3 separate regions of the Mus musculus genome follow, and regions 1 and 3 are each linked to region 2. A link is a contact called in public Hi-C and HiChIP or PLAC-seq data. All regions are on one chromosome and are shown on one strand. Each heading gives the region's core, a stretch centred on a gene start, on an enhancer-like site or on the middle of the called end of the contact. The rest is flanking DNA. Distances are from core to core; before and after follow the strand shown.

Evidence for each region. A called contact is a pair of places that touch in the nucleus more often than the background predicts. HiChIP or PLAC-seq counts read pairs in DNA pulled down with a chosen protein or histone mark.
Region 1: an H3K4me3 HiChIP or PLAC-seq map of the 230-238 cell line shows a contact between it and region 2, with 20 read pairs. The contact joins the promoter of Tcf24 here to the enhancer-like site in region 2. A contact is called at or near these places in 3 of 39 promoter capture datasets (the C10 cell line, cranial neural crest and embryonic stem cells), 1 of 15 datasets of contacts at CTCF or cohesin (the NIH/3T3 cell line), 4 of 484 Hi-C or Micro-C datasets (embryonic stem cells and regulatory T cells), 5 of 115 datasets of contacts at active chromatin or transcription factors (the 230-238 cell line, effector CD8 T cells, embryonic stem cells and 1 more) and 5 of 9 other capture datasets (adipose tissue, embryonic stem cells, liver and 2 more).
Region 3: a Hi-C map of bone marrow-derived macrophages shows a contact between it and region 2, with 2.3 times the contacts expected there. The contact joins two enhancer-like sites. A contact is called at or near these places in 2 of 15 datasets of contacts at CTCF or cohesin (the NIH/3T3 cell line and large pre-B cells), 32 of 484 Hi-C or Micro-C datasets (the 63-12 cell line, CD4 T cells, the CH12 cell line and 22 more), 6 of 115 datasets of contacts at active chromatin or transcription factors (CD8 T cells, bone marrow-derived dendritic cells, embryonic stem cells and 2 more) and 2 of 9 other capture datasets (adipose tissue and embryonic stem cells).

What each region holds. Positions count from the first base shown.
Region 1 is chr1:9,966,464-9,969,163 of GRCm38.p6, forward strand. It overlaps Tcf24 (transcription factor 24), which reads right to left and starts at 1,347. Exons shown (of 3, transcript NM_001285425.2): 1 at 1,261-1,347; 2 at 636-1,054. The coding sequence starts at 1,022. Ppp1r42 (protein phosphatase 1, regulatory subunit 42) reads right to left here. Exons shown (of 9, transcript NM_145692.2): 9 at 2,159-2,468. The coding sequence ends at 2,357.
Region 2 is chr1:9,857,867-9,860,566 of GRCm38.p6, forward strand. All of the region lies in intron 2 of Sgk3 (serum/glucocorticoid regulated kinase 3), which reads left to right. Among named protein-coding and RNA genes, the nearest start is that of Mcmdc2, 49 kb to the right of the region's middle. Within about 2 kb of position 1,310, at least 61 of the 459 cell types and tissues checked have an H3K27ac peak or open chromatin away from gene starts, as enhancers often do. A contact at or near this core is called in the 230-238 cell line, adipose tissue, bone marrow-derived macrophages and 3 more, where this site is marked.
Region 3 is chr1:9,768,464-9,771,163 of GRCm38.p6, forward strand. 1700034P13Rik (RIKEN cDNA 1700034P13 gene) reads left to right here. Exons shown (of 4, transcript NR_040462.1): 3 at 2,209-2,332; 4 at 2,497-2,700. Among named protein-coding and RNA genes, the nearest start is that of Gm39590, 6.4 kb to the right of the region's middle. Within about 2 kb of position 1,303, at least 40 of the 459 cell types and tissues checked have an H3K27ac peak or open chromatin away from gene starts, as enhancers often do. A contact at or near this core is called in bone marrow-derived macrophages, where this site is marked.

The sequences.
Region 1 (2,700 bases), core at 97-2,596, 110 kb after region 2:
AGAAATCATGCAAAATGGTTTCTCTTGGCTAATCTGAATACAGACCAATTCACTCAACATACAGGCAATCTAATATGACAGTTAATGGAAACATGGGTTTTCTTCTAACATTCTTGGTGGCTGTATATTCCACTAGATTTAACTGTGATTGAAATTTTACTCTATGGGGATGCTGAATGCTCTCATTTGTTTTTAATGATTTTGGCAGGTTTTTTTTTTTTTTAATAATTACTTTAGGGGCCAAGAATTAGTTCCATGATTCCGTTTAATTCATGAAGCTTTTGGATTAGCTCAAGAAAAAGACAGTAGGAATGCAACTATTTAAGTTAAAGACACTTGACACTCGAAGGCATGAATGTAACTTAGTTGTTACCAGGTAGTCAGAAGGTACAACAGCCGACCTATTTTTCACCCTGAAAGACCGAAAATCTTTACCAAGCTTGAGAAATTTGTGTGCGAGTCCAGGTAGAATTAAACGCTCCAGCCTCTAGATTGCAAACTGTTAAGAAGCAGCCTCTTGCAGTGGGGACCTTGTCACCATCGCCCAGGTGGCTGGGAGGAATGCCAGATCCGTGGGATCTGCTCAGGCGGTGACAGTGTGGCTCGAGGGCTCCTAGCCCAGAAGAGTCGCCTACCTTAACTGGGTGCAGATAGCCGTCGCCTCGCAAGGCGCCCAGACCGGGGTCTCCGGGCGCGTCGGTGTCGTCCTGCAGGCTGCGGGTGAGGTGGGCGATGTAGGTGGTGGCCAGCAGCAGCACGTCCAGCTTGGACAGCTTGGTGTCTGGCGGCACCGACGGCAGCGTGCGCTGCAGCTCCAGGAAGGCGTGTCGCAGGGTTTGCACTCGGCTGCGCTCCCGCGCGGCGTTCGCGGCGGCTGGACGGCCACCCCCGGAGCGCGCCGCGACCCCGCTGAGGCCTGTTGGCCCGGTCCCGGTCGGTCCTGGGCTCCAGTCGCGGGCGGCGGCGGGCGGCGCGGCGGACTCCGCGCTGCGTGGGCTGCTAGCGGGACGGCCGCGCTCCATGGCGACTCCGGCTCCGATTTCCCCGGCGTGCACTGCAAAGGAGCGGGCGGCCGTGAGCCCCGGCCTCGCGGCCTCGCCCTCGCCCTCGAGTCCCCAGGTGCTGAGCTGCTCCTGAAGGCGCCCAGGGCTCAGGCTCCGGTCCCCGCTGACACACCCCGCCCGCCCGCCCGCCCGCCCGCCCGCCCGGGGAAACGGGGCTGCAGGACTCGGCCTCACCTCGGACTTGGCGTCACCTCACCTTTCCTCCCCCCACCGCAGCGGCCGTGCGGGGTTCGGCTGAGCAGGGCTAGGCGGCCAAGGGCGTCGAGCGGGTGGGTCACTCCATCCTTGTCCAGGCTCTGCGCCGCCTTTTATGTGGGCGTCCGAAGCCAGCAAAGCCACGTCGGGCCGAGAGGGTCTCCCACCCGAGCCCTTGGGTTAGGGGCAGCGGCGTCCCGGAGCCGCCCCCTCGGCGGATAGACTCATCAATCAAACCGCTCGGGGGTGGGGCGGACGCCTGGCCCCGCCCCCTCTGGCCGGAAGGTTGAGAGTAGTTTACGGTGGTCCAGCTGGGACGGGACCCGGGGGTTTAGTACAGCGGGACTTCAGGAGCAGAGCCGTCGCGTGTGCGTCCCCGTCCGCCTTTAATTCTACAAGGTGAAGATTCTTGCAGTAGAAGCCTTTCCTCAGTACACCGTGACCTAGAGACCCGCCACCGCCACGGCCGCCTTCCGGCCTCGGCACCCGCTCGCCCACAGGCTCAGGCTGACCCCGGCGCCGGCGGGACTCAGTGCTGCAGCCCGTGGCGGACGCGGTTCTCGCCGCAGCCCAGCCAGATTCTCTGAACCGGGATAGGAATCAGCGCGGTTTCCTCTTTGCAGGTTCTGAGTATCAGATATGAAATGTCACTGAGGGCAAGGCTAGTTTATAGATTCGCGAACATTTCGCTGCAGATTTCTAACTTTCCACGTCGGGAATACCAAACAGTAAGATAGCAACGCAGGACTTTTTATACCACGATGGACCGAAACGTGGACTTGTCAGTGAATCACGGTGATTCTAAGACTGTAATGGGCTTTAGGCTTTAGAACGCACACTCAGATTTCCTTGATTCAAAAGGACTTGTGTTGAATAAGAAACCACATAATACGAAACCACATTTTATTTCCTGGCAAATTTTATTTAATAGCTAATAAAGTAAATAGATCCCAGAATTCACGCACATAAAGCAAAGTCTCAGATTCTATAAAGAAACAAATCAAACAACTTACACACCGAGATAAGTGAAGTCCACAAACCCTCAAAACATGCTGTTGCCTAGTTCTATGAAGAAATCAAATCACTCGAGGCTGAATTTACTCCTTTTTCTCAGACAAATTTTCCTTTACTTTTGGATTTTGGAGAAGGTGAGGTTCATGGATATCGTTTTTTGTTAGCGAGCTTTCAGATTCCTTCAAGGACAGATTCCTGTATTTACAAACAAAAACACACCAGCATTTAATTGACATGCAGAAAAAGGTGATAAAGTACCCAGGACACACTGTTGGTAGAAAAGGTTCATAACTATCCAGGCTTCCCTGCTTTGAGAGGCACACAGACAGAGGGAGGTTAGGTGGGCTGTGGCTGTGCAGAGACGCCTGGACACATCTTTCTAGTTAGCCTGTTGCTCTCCTGGACAGCACCGGCTGGCAGCAGAGCA
Region 2 (2,700 bases), core at 60-2,559:
AGCCCTGTAGTGGACCGGACGCAGACACCATTTTAGCCCACATGTGTGGCTGTCCATACTCCAGTGGGCCATATCACCAAAGAAAAATGGCTGTCTCTCAGCATTATCATTCTGCACTAGTTTCATGACCTCGGCACTGACACTGGATCAGATAATTTTCTTGCTGTGGGGAAGTCCTGTGCATATTAGATGCTCTGTGACATTCCTGACCCCCCCCCCCGCCCCTCCCCCCGAGTATAGACCACTAGAAACGTCTTCAGCTGTTGCAGAATCGCTCCCAGGTGAGAGCTGCTGTGTACTGTTTACCAGCTGCTGTGTTCCGCTGCTGTATCCGTTGTCCCTCTTCAGATCTGGCTGGTCTCCGACAGGTCTTCTTTCCTGACCCATTTCTTTCTGTCTTGTTGAATGTGCCTGTAGTAATGATGCCTGGATTGTAAGCTTACCTTTTCTGCTGTGAATTAGCATCTGATGATTTAGTCTCAATGGAGCCATGTCTCATATGCCAAGGCCGGTCAGCTGCCCCCAAGAACAACTGCAAGATGATCTTCAGTCCTGCTGCTAGAGTGAAGAGAAACCCCTTTCCTGTTATTACTATTATTGCTATTATTGCTATTATTGTTACTATTATTTGAAAAGCTAATACAATTGAACTTCCCCCAAACTTCCCATTTAGTCCCATGTGACCTGAACGACTTTTCCTGTTCCCCCCCCCACCACCACCCCCCTTTTTTGGACAGGCCTCTTCATTCTGCTCTGTTTAGTGTGATCAGAGGACACTTCTGTAGAATTTGATTGCTTGGCTTTTATGGAATAAAGAAGAATTGAATTTCTAGTAAAAATAATGTTACTTTTTCCTAATTTTATTTTTGACTACTTAAAAGTAAGTTCACAAAAGACAGGCACGGTGGCATGCTCCTGGAGAGCCCTGACTACTTAGGAGGCTGAGGTAGGTAGGGCTGTTGGAGCCCAGAAGTTCAAGACCAGCCTGGGCAGCATAGAAAAAGCCTGTCTCAAACCAAAAAAGAAAACAAAAACTTCACAAGTCTTCTCCATTTATTCCTGAATATGTATATATGTATTGACGAGATAGTGTGATACATGGATTAAAAACCTCCAACATCCGACCATCTTGGTTTAAATCCTGTAATCTAACACTTATCCCTGCACATAAACTTAGGCCATCTAGACCTGCCACAAATCAGTTTTGCCTTTACTATATCAAGTGAAATGCTGTTGTACATACATAGTGACTCAAATAGTGCCCTATTCATTTCCTGTTCCTGTTTTCAGTACTTGGATGTGCACAGAGAACTGTTCAAACTCTTCCCAGGCAGAGTACCAAACCGAGAACCAAATGGGCAGTAGCTGTTGGCAAACGCTGAGGGGCAGCAGCTGTCACTCTTCTCCTGACACTCATCAGAGACACCTCAAACCATCCTTCCCTCCAGCGTCATTTCTATCTCTGTTGAGTGTGACAAGGCAGGGACTAGGGCAGCTCTCCTCTTTATAGCACCTTTTTATAGAGTAGGTGTCAATAAAAATTGGCAGTCCTTGCGGGTTTCTCTCCAGACATGAAGTCTGGGTTGTTTTGCTCATGGCTCAGTGGAGGCAGTGTCATCTCTCACTTGAGACAGGACATCCTGTCTCTGAGCAGCGAAGCCTAGGGAACGATCTGCATAGGTGTCCACAGTGTTCTGCTGTTTCTTGTTGACTGGGACAATGAAGCTAATGTCATCAGTGTGGTGGATCAGTGTGATGGCCTGTGGAGGTCCCTCTAGAGCAGTGGTTCTCAACCTTCCTAATGCTGTCACCCTTTTATACAGTTCTTCACGTTGTGGTGACACCCAACCATAAAATTATTTCTGTTGCTATTTCATAACTTTAATTTTGCTGTTATTATGAATTGTAGTGTAGATATATAATGTACAGGATATCTGATACATGACCTCTGTGATGGGGTCGGTCATCCCCACAGGGGTTGAGACTCGCTGGTTGAGGACCACTGCTCTGGAGTCTAGACCATACCATGACAGCAGTGCACACATTAGCCCTCTGGTATGACAGTGAACAGTAGGTACTGCTGTTTCTGTCATGTGACAGCATCTCTGTGTCTCTCACTGATGGTAGAAGAGATGTTTATCGGGTCACAAGCCATATACTTGTCATCAGGGATTATCCTAATAGTCACCGACCCAACATACCTCATCTGGAGTTACTTACGGAATTAGTAGTTGCCACCTGGTTAGAGTTTGGCAATCCATAATCATGTCCCAAAATGTTTTTGGCTCTCACCCAGTTAAGCAGGCAGTGTAAGTGCAGATATGATAGGATTCAGCAGTCCCGATTCATCAGCTTTTTCATAGTGATACTGATTTCTGAAATCACAAGCAAGAGTGTTTTTTGGGCAGAGTACTTTTTTTTTTTTTTTTTTTTTTGGTAGTGAGAGTAGAGTGGTTGGTTATAAGGGCTGTAAGCCAGGAACCAAATGGACAATCGCTGTTGACAAGCTATGCGTCAGTAGCCTTCCTCCTCCCTTGATGCTTGTCAGAGGTTTCTACAAGGCTCTTTTCTCCCGTAATAGCTGTTTTGGCAGGATGAGGATCCAGTGTGGGGATTTGGCAAGATAGAAGATAAATCTGTTTCCATTGGACGCACCAAGATTCTAGGGCCAATGTTATCTCTTACACCATCTTTAGGAGC
Region 3 (2,700 bases), core at 53-2,552, 89 kb before region 2:
TAGGGAGGATTAGGGGGTGTGGCTTGGTTGGAGGAAGTATGTCACTGGGAGAGGGCTTTGAGGTTTCAAATGCCCAGGCTAGGCCCAATCTCAGTTTCCCTCTGCCTGCTGCCTTGGATTAGGACGTAAGCTCTTTTGAGGGGCAGTGGCTGAGCACTGGCAGCCTGGTCTCCAGTCAAGCATAGGTCTTGAACCCCAGAGCCCCGATGGCCAGAGATTTCCACCTGCATGGGACGGCAAGAGTTCAGCCATGTCTCCTGAGCACCTGGCTCCTGTCACGTAGTTACCATCCTCACAGCCCCCACCTCCCCACCCCTACCAAGTGGGAACTACCCCCCACCAAGTGAGAACTACCCTCTCTCCCTGCCCTTTCCTCCCTTTGGCCCTGGGACTGACCGAGCTGACTGAGCCGCACCCCCTGGGGGTGGGAGGCATTCTGTTCTCAGCTATTCCGTAGTATCCAGCATGGAATGCCCAAGGCTGAGAACCTGGAGCCTAGGGCTGCCCTTTGTCCACGCCCCCACTCCCCACCCCCCACCCCAGGCCGAGCTGGAATTCTGTGGCTTCCCACAGGCAGACACCCACCCTGGGCTGCGGAAAGCGTGCAGCAGTCTGCCCGCCCAGAGCACTGGAACTCTGGTTGGACACCAGTTCTCTTCCACTCCCCTTTATCTCCCCGCCACCCCCCCCCGCCCCCGTGGCCACTGGCCCCCTCCCCACCCCCCGCGCGCACTCTTCCCAGTTCCTCCACTCCTGCTACTTTGATACACTCCACGATGGTCATGGACTTTCCCTCTAAAACAGTAAGCAAGCACCCAATTAAATGCCTTTTTTAAATGTATAAACTGCCTTGGTCATGGTGTCCCTTCCCAGCATAAAGCATTAACCAAGACAATTCTCTACTTTGTCTCCCAACCCCTTGGTTATTTGCTTTTGTTTCTTTTTTTTTTTTTAAATAAATTCTTTATATATTATAAATAATAATCCTTTGTTACAATTGAAGATATTCTTTTTGTAAGTCATTGTTTGAGACAGGGTAGCCTATGCTGGCCTTGAACTTGCTGTGTAGTGTTGGTATATCAATTTACTATTTTTTTTTTATTATTTTTTTTTTTTTTTGGTTTTTCGAGACAGGGTTTCTCTGTATAGCCCTGGCTGTCCTTTTATTGGATTCTTATACCTCTGCCTCCCTTCCAACCTTTTTCCCACCCTGATCCCTTCCGCCTCCACAGTAGTTAGGAGGAAATGAAGGTTAGAGAGAAAGGGGAATGCACACTACTCTAGGCCACTTCCTGTTGAATAGGGACGTTGAGCAATCCCAATACTTGTCAGAATATTCAACAGTGCAGCAAACCAGTAACTGAAGCAAACACAGCAGCAAGGAGAGCAGCAACCCCCACAGGCCCTCTCGGGGTCTCTCATTTGTATCTTCTCTGGAATCCCCAGAATTGAACTATCTGCAGCTGGCAAAAATCACAGCCCTGTTAGTACACAAGGCAAATCGTAATCGCCTGCTATATGCAGCCTCTTACCCCACACCTGGGATTAACCAAAAACATATTCATGTAACTGGGTTTTTTAAGAAACCAAAGTTTTCACTACAGTGTAGCCAAGAATCCTAATATTTTTGCTCTGTCTCCCAAGTTTTGGGAACACAGGTGTGTGTCACCATACTTGGATTACTTTTAAAACTGTTATTATTTACAGTGTGTGTGTGTGTGTGTGTGCGCGCGCGCGCGCGCGCGCACATGCGCGTGCATGTTTACCTGTGCCCATGAACACCAGAAGAAAGTATGGGATCCCCTGGAGCTTGGGTTCCCAGAGCCTTGTGCTGATAACGGCACTGGGAAAGCACTTGGGTCCTCTGGTAGGACAAGTACTTTTAAGCACCGACTTCTCCAGCCCCTATTTTGGCTTTTTGATACGTAGCTTTAACTGACCTAGAATTCCATTATGTAGGACAGGATGGTCTGGAACTGTGAGCATACACATCTCTGCCACCAAGCACTGGGTTTACAGGTGTGGACTACTACACCCTGCTCATCTCTTTATTTCAGTATGTTGTCTTGTACAGTGTGGAAATTATGTTGGTGTTGAGGGGAAGGTATAAGTGAATCTTTACTCCATTTAATTCATTTTAAAATGTTTGGCAAGCCTATATATCAACCCCCTAAATGTGAAATCCTTTTTTCTTCCCCGGGCATGCAGTGATGCCCAGCCCAGCCCACAGGACACCTCCCCGCTCCAAGCCCTGTTCCTTACATGCTGTCATTGCTGAACACGGCTAGCCTCTGGGACTCCTGAGGAGAAGAAAATATGCAAGGAAGAACAGGTTTGAGCTCAAGGTGTTAAATCTCTGGATCTGGCCAATCTGTCGTTTTCTTCATGGCCTTCTGTCAGCCTCAGAAAGTACTTTCCTACCCAAAGTTCATTAAAAATATTTGTTTCTATTCACTTTAGAAATAATTTCATGATTTTTTTCTTTTTGTATTACAGGAGACATTTAGATCTTAAAATACCAGAAGTCTGAAGATAGCAAATTATCTCTGAGATGTTTATCTTCTCTCAACTAATTTGAAATGCTACTTTGAAAATGTGTAAGATCTTGTATATGCACCAGTCTTGGAATATTTTCTGGACTCTGCCCCATTTCTGATTTTTTTAGTGTCTTATAGACCAAGTCCTATTTCATAACAAGTT